Linked DNA regions of Sus scrofa: region 1 is linked to region 2. Evidence: chromatin contacts called from public HiChIP or PLAC-seq data. All regions are on one chromosome and are shown on one strand. Each heading gives the region's core, a stretch centred on a gene start, on an enhancer-like site or on the middle of the called end of the contact. The rest is flanking DNA. Distances are from core to core; before and after follow the strand shown.

Region 1 (3,281 bases), core at 532-3,031, 480 kb before region 2:
GAAACTCCGTCCGCTCCTTCTTCTTGTTCCGGCATCGGGCCGCCGCGACTTTGTTCTTCTCCCGACGCCTTTTCCTCCGCTCCTCTTCCTCGTCTAGCTGCGAGGGCAAAGAGCCACTGATGAGACACTGGTGTCTGAGGACAGGGACAACCTAACCCATAGCCCCAGGGAGTCAGCCACCCTGCCAACGGCCGGCCTCTGGGCAGGCGGGGGGCCCTGATTCCCAGCCAGCCCGGTGAGGCTCCGGGAGCAGGTGCGTCCCTGGGAGGAGCCAGTGCCCCAGGAGGGCAAGGCCTCCTGGGTTCTGCCAGAGTTCAGGAGGCCCAGAGCCTGGCAATCTCCTCACCCAGAGGTGACACCCAATGGGGCGGTGGTGGTCTGTTCCCTTGCCCAGCCCCACCCTCTGGGCACTATTTTCCAGGCCAGCAGCTCCCAGGCACTTCCTTTCGAAACACATGGGGCAGGAGTGTTGCTTTCACCTTCCGCCTCCACCCACTTTCCCTCCCTGAAGCGCCTGAGTCTTCCCTCAGGTCTATCTCCTGGTGATGGGATAGTTTCCCCCACCCCTCAACTGGGCTTCCTCCTTCTCTTGGCCTCTGCATGTTTGTTTGTTTGTTTGTTTTTACTTTTTATGGCTGCACCTGTGGCATATGGAGGGTCCCAGGCTAGGGGTCGAATCAGAGTCAAAGCTCCTAGCCTACGCCACAGCCACAGCAACGCCAGATCCTTAACCCACTGAGGGAGGCCAGGGATCTGAACTCGCATCCTCATGGATACCAGTCAGATGCTTAACGTGCTGAGCCACAAGGGAACTCCTGCAGGTTTTTCCCCCAGGAGACCCACTTGCAGCCCAGGATCCCAGGGGCTCCTCAAAGCTCCCTGCTTGGGATATAGGCAGAGGGGCCTCTGGAGCCTCTGGGCTTGCTTCTGCCCCAGAAAGGCCAGGAAATTCACCAAGCATGAGTGGGGAGGAGGAAGCCCACCAACACAGACTTCCGAAGTTGCACCTACCATGGTTTCATCAATAATAACAACCAGAGCTGCCCTTTAGTTGCCTACTTTGCTACATGCTTTCAACGCAGGCCATGTAATCCTCACTATCAAAGCCTGATGAGAAAGGTACTATGACTGCCCCCATTTTACAGATGGTGAGACTGAGGCTCAACAGCTTGGTTTGTCCAAGGCCCTCCCTACAGCTCGGAAACAGTGACATCAGGATTCCAACGCAGATTACCCTGACTTCAGCTTTCCTGTCCTCGACCCCTGGCCCACATGGCCCCTGCCCATCAAGATCACTTGGAGGTGGTGCCTTTTACTGTCCATCTCCCACCAGGACAATCTGGAGGACACACAGGACCAGCCGGGCTGCAACGGCCTGGAGTCCGAGGCCGCTGGAGAAGCCGTTGGGTTGCCCTGGGCTTGCCAACTCTCTCACTTCTGGAGCCCGTGGGGGTGCTGCTGGCAGCCCGAGGCCTGGAACAAGGTCTCAGCCGAAAGGGCTTCAGGCCAGGAAAGTAAACAGCCTCTCTGCCTGCACTCCCGGCATGCTCCGGGAGCTCAGGACCCAGGGCCTGGGCCGGAGACCAGCCCCCACGGCCCTCAGCCCAGGCCCTGGCAGGGCCGCCCCTTCCTCTCCTCCACCACCCAGAGCGTCTCCCTGACCCCCTCCCACCCTGCCTGGGAGGCTGGCTGGCGAGGCGCCTTGTCAACACGGCCGCACCCAAGCACCTCCCAGCCCCTTGGCCTCCTTTGAAACAGAACCAGAAGTGACAGCTCCTCTGGCTGACCGCATCTGGGGAAATAGAAACCCGGACAAAGTTGATTCCGCCCAACCTCTACCTCACCCCCAACAAGGCCGAGGTAACCGTGACGACAGGCAGAGGGAAGGAACTGGAGGAAGCGGCTGGCAGTGCAATCTCCCCTCGGCCCAGAGGGTTTGCCCACAAACTGCCAAGGTGATGTGTGCAACCTGGGCCCTGCCGGGCTCATAGGGCCTCAGGCCCCTCCCTGTAGCAAGCCCGCGCTTCTGGCAGAGCCACCGATTCCTAGGAGACACAACCTCTGTCCTCCGAGACCCAGCTCCCCACCCTGCTCCTGGGCAGGGCCTCATCCTACAAAAAGTTGGGGACCGGAGCTCCCGTCGTGGCTCAGCGGAAATGAATCTGACTAGCATCCATGAGGACACAGCAGGTTCCATCCCTGGCCTTGCTCAGTGGGTTGAGGATACAGTGTTGCTGTGAGCTCTAGTGTAGATCGCAGACGTGGCTCGGATCCTGCGTTGCGGTGGCTGTGGTGTAGACTGGCGGCTACAGCTCTGATTCAACCCCTAGCCTGGGAATTTCCATATGCTGCGGGTGAGGCCCTGAAAAGACAAAAAAAAAAAGAAAGAAAGAAAGAAAGAAAAATAAAGTTGGGGCCCACAGAAGCTACTCTAGCAGCAGATGCAAGCAGTTCAGTCCTGGAAGTTTGAGAGATCAACCGGGCCAGTGTGACAGCCAGGTGAGGGCTGTCCCAGCCCTCTGCAGCCATGTCAGTGCCCTCCTGCCATCACCCTCTACTTCAAAGTCTCACCCTACTCGAAGCCATCCAAGCCCTCCTGCAATGACCCTCTTTCCCCACTTATAAACTCCTCCAACCTTCAAGAGCAAATGTCACCTCCTCCAGGAAGCCCCTTTGACTCCCCAATAGAATGAACTGCTTTTGCTGTGCTGCTACAGCACTTGGAGTTCCCCAGTGTAAGAGTCTCTATCATGCCCCATCCTTAGTCTCTGCTTATGAGGGAAGCTGTCTTCCCCGCTAATCTGGAGGATGGGGGACCTGGGCATCGCCAGTACCTGGCATAGATCAGGACACTTAGGAGGGGCGCAGCCAATGTCAATCAAATGAATGAACAGAATAAAAGAGTCAAGAGAACGATGCTTACAGGCTTGGATTCTATACTTCTAAATGGAATTTACTGCCTGTATTTGCATCTGCCTAACCTTTTCTCCAGTGCTTATAAGGAGCTTTCTTGGCCAGGGAAAGCTCTGTTTGCCAGAGGCCAGCAAAGCTTGGGGACTGGGTGCTGCCTTTAGCAGAAGCACAAGGGCCCAAGATAGAGTCAAGATACAGGGTGCAGTCTGCTGATGGCTGTGGCAGGTCTGCACAGGTCCCAAGCAGACCCCGAAAGTCTGGCTTTAAGTCCATCCTGGGCCTTTCCAGCCCTGTGTCCTGCCTGGGCTCACATCTCCCAATAAGACAAGAAATGGCCCCAAAGCCCCCCTGCTACACTTTCACCTTGA
Region 2 (3,620 bases), core at 439-2,938:
AGGCCTTGAGGTGAGAGAAGAGGCCTGTTCAGGGCAAGGGGAGCATTTCCAAGTTGGGAGAGAGGCTGGAGTCAGGCCCCGATTCACGGAGGAGACCTCCCAGCACCTGGGGTTCAAGCCCGCCCAGTGAATTCCTTTGCCCGCCAATCCTGACCCCCATTCTGGCCTCTTTCACACGGGGCATCAGAGATAGAAGAAGGCATATGCTCTCTGGGACTTTCTTTTTCCTCCTCTGGAAAACAGACATGGAAATCCCCTCTCTGTCCCTTCCCAGGGTGTGATGGGGGCCAGCGAGGTGTGGATGCTAACTGGAAAGGATGCAGGCACAGGGATGGCCCTGGTTCCCAACCTCTCCAGCCACCTTCCTTTCCCCGCCTCCCCTGCCCGTTTCCCACCCAGAGGAGGACCCAGGAACAGGCGTGGGGTCAGAAGCCCCTGACCGGCCGCAGAAATAGGCACTACCTCCCGTGGAAGGCAAAGGGCCGACCATGGGAGCCCAAACCCCCAGCCTCCTCCCAAGACTGGGGTGGATCCTGGCAACGCCCTGCTCCCCACAGTTGACCCCAACAAGGAGAGACGCGAGGCTGTAAAGCTGAAAATTACCAAGTACCTGCGGCGGGCAGAGGAGATCTTTAATTGCCACCTGCAGAGGACGCTGGGCAGCGGAGCCAGCTCTGGCACGGTGAGGAGACCCCAGAGGCCTGAGGGCCCTGAGGAGGGAGAGCTGAGGCCTCCACCACCTGCGCCCCCAGTCCAGAGAGCTGTCACCTGCCTCCCGCGTGGCAGGGCAGACGGTGGAGAGTGCAGGGCAGCCCTCCCGCCCGCCTCCTCCTGGCTTCCTGTCTCTCCCACACGCTCCATGGTTCATTCATTTTCAAACACTCAAGGAATCGTCTCTAGTCCAGTCTCACGTCCGCACACAATGCGCGCGCCCGCGCACACACACACCCCTCCCCACTCTCACATGTGGCCCATACACATGCTTGCCCATGTGCGCACTCAGGCTCCCAGATCTATTTGTGTTTGGCTGGGCTGCAGTGAGTATTTAGAGCAGATGCAGATACCCGCGTGCGCACATACACACAGAGACACACATGAATACAGTCACATGCAGATGTGCAAAGTCCTCTCCCTGCAGGGCTTTTCCTAACCCAGTGGGCACTCAGAGGGGCTTGAAAACGCCTGCACACTTCTCATGCCCACAGACGTGCAGACACACACATGCCACCCCCTCTAGGCTCGCTGCACCTTGCAAGCTGCTTCCTCCAAAGCAGGTGCCAGGGCCACATGCCTTGGTCTCGGAGGCCTGTTCCCAGAGACACACACATTCTGAGGCTATTTCCCCACCCCGGGAGCATCTGCCGCCTGGGGATGGAGCTTCTGAGAGGGGGTTTCTGAAGCCCTGAGAACTCCCTGGCCTGGGAGGAGGGCTGGGTGGAGGATGAGCTGAGAGGGTGACCTGGCCGCCCTGGTCCAAGGCCAGCTTCACTCAGTCTGTCCCTGTGAGGTGGGGTCTGCCTGTACCCGGGTCCTGCCTTCTGTGGCCACTGCTCTCCTGGCAGCCCGGGCCCTGCGCATGGCCTGAGGCTGCCATGTGACTCTCCATCTCCGCAGGGTTTCAGCAGCCTGAGGCTCCGGCCCATCCGCACACTGAGCTCTGCCCTGGAGCAGCTGAGGGGCTGCAGGGTGGTTGCAGTCATTGAGAAGGTGAGTGACCACCGAGGCCGAAGGTGCGGGAGGAGATGGTGTGCGTGACTGGGGGGAGAAAGGGCAGCCACCCCTGCTTCCCGAGAGGATGTTGGCCAGGGGTCAGAGGGTCCAAGGGGAGAACAGCCTTGGGATCCAGTGGTTCCCCATCCCCCACTCCATCCCAGCACACACCAGTCAGGCCTGGAAAGGAAAAAGTGAGGAACAAGCAGAGGCAGACAGCTCCACTGCACAGCCCTCCAGCTCAGACACAGCAAGCCGCTCCCCCGGAGATTCAAGACAGAAGCCACAGGAGAAGCTGTGGCCAGGGCACCCGGCCAGCATGCGCTGCCCTGCTGGCTCCCACTTCCCACTTCCCGCAGGCCCCGCCCCGCACTCGCTCTGCACCCCGGGGCTGCAGCCAAGAGTCTCCCCACCCGGCATAGCCCAGAAGTGCCTGTGGTGGGAATGTGCTTGATCTCCAGAAACCTGTCCTGCAGAGGGTCCCGCAGCTCTGCCCGCTCTCTCCTGGCCCTGCCCCTCCCCCCATCCTGACATGATGGATCCAGGATCTTTTCCCTCAATTCAGGGACAAGAAGATACGAGCTTGGAGTTCCCACCGTGGCACAGTGGTTAACGAATCCTACTAGGAACCATGAGGTTTGTGGGTTCGATCCCCGGCCTTGCTAAGTGGGTTAAAGATCTGGCATTGCCGTGAGCTGTGGTGTAGGTCACAGATGTGGCTCAGATCCTGAGTTGCTGTGGCTCTGGCTTAGGCCGGTGGCTATAGCTCCAATTAGACCCCTAGCCTGGGAACCTCCATATGTCGCAGGAGCGGCCCTAGAAAAGGCAAAAAAAAAAAAAAAAACAGATAGGGGTGCACAGCCCAACCTGAACTTGGGACACTCATCAGAAGGACAAACAGCTGGGTCAGATGAGATTTGAGCCCATAATCCTTCTGCCCCAACCAGGGATCCCTGAGTATTTGCTGAAGGTTTTTTTTTTTTTTTTCCTCTCAAACTGGCTGCTTATCAGAATCACCTGGGGGAGTTTCCTAACACTACAGACATCTGGGCCCGTCCCGAACCCGTTGAGTCAGAATTTCTAGGGTTGAGCCTAGGCATCTGTAATTTAAAACACTCGTGGAAGATTTGCACGCATCTGGGAGCCCACAGAGAAAAAGCGACCAGCGTGTGCTCCCCCACACTCCAGGGATGATGTGCTGGCTGGGCTGGCAACGCGTGGCCGTGGGCAAGCCCCTTCCCCTCCCTGGGCGCTGGTTTCCTCATCTGAAAGTGGGTAAGGACCCTCCCACCCGAGGTGATCTGGGAACTAAAATGAAATAACTTTTGGGAAAGGCCTGGCACACGCTAAAGCATTTGATGCAAGTTTGATGGCTGTGAAGGCTAATGACAAGAGCAGGTCAGAGGCAAGCAAGCTTTCCTCCAGCTGCTGCTCCCAGGTCCCTGGAACAAGCCCCAGTCCATCAGCCAAGGTCCAGCCAGCTTCCATCTGCCCAGCCCTTCCTTCCCAGTGCGCTAGTCCGCGTGGCTTACTGAGGAGGTGACGGCCACCACCGTTGCCCCGTGTGGGATCCCACTGAACCATAGGTGTTCTGGAGAGAGGGTTCTGGGTCAAATAAGTTTGGGAAACAGTGAGTTAAAATTACTTTTTTTTTTTCTTTTTTGCAATTATAGGAATTTTCAAGCTTTTAGAATGCAGATGTACACAGTGAGTCTCTAAGAGGGAGGTCTATGACAGAATTCCCCGAATTTGAATTTGTTTAACCTTGGGACACGCATGTGCAAAGCATTTCTGGAATTCCATATTCTGAGGCCTGTGCCTATGGGAAGTGCAAATTCAGGCCAAACCCAACCGTTCTGTCTCCAGATTGCCCTCTTTTTTTTCCTTTTCTACATTTTCTTGGGCACTCA

The links. HiChIP or PLAC-seq counts read pairs in DNA pulled down with a chosen protein or histone mark.
Region 1: an H3K27ac HiChIP or PLAC-seq map of alveolar macrophages shows a contact between it and region 2. The contact joins two enhancer-like sites. A contact is called at or near these places in 2 of 2 datasets of contacts at active chromatin or transcription factors (alveolar macrophages and skeletal muscle).

The regions. Positions count from the first base shown.
Region 1 is chr7:98,603,526-98,606,806 of Sscrofa11.1, reverse strand. It overlaps JDP2 (jun dimerization protein 2), which reads right to left. Exons shown (of 4, transcript XM_021099535.1): 3 at 1-97. Among named protein-coding and RNA genes, the nearest start is that of JDP2, 31 kb to the right of the region's middle. Within about 2 kb of position 1,781, at least 45 of the 83 cell types and tissues checked have an H3K27ac peak or open chromatin away from gene starts, as enhancers often do. A contact at or near this core is called in alveolar macrophages, where this site is marked.
Region 2 is chr7:98,125,654-98,129,273 of Sscrofa11.1, reverse strand. RPS6KL1 (ribosomal protein S6 kinase-like 1) reads left to right here. Exons shown (of 11, transcript XM_013989171.2): 3 at 558-682; 4 at 1,615-1,707. Among named protein-coding and RNA genes, the nearest start is that of RPS6KL1, 14 kb to the left of the region's middle. Within about 2 kb of position 1,688, at least 15 of the 83 cell types and tissues checked have an H3K27ac peak or open chromatin away from gene starts, as enhancers often do. A contact at or near this core is called in alveolar macrophages, where this site is marked.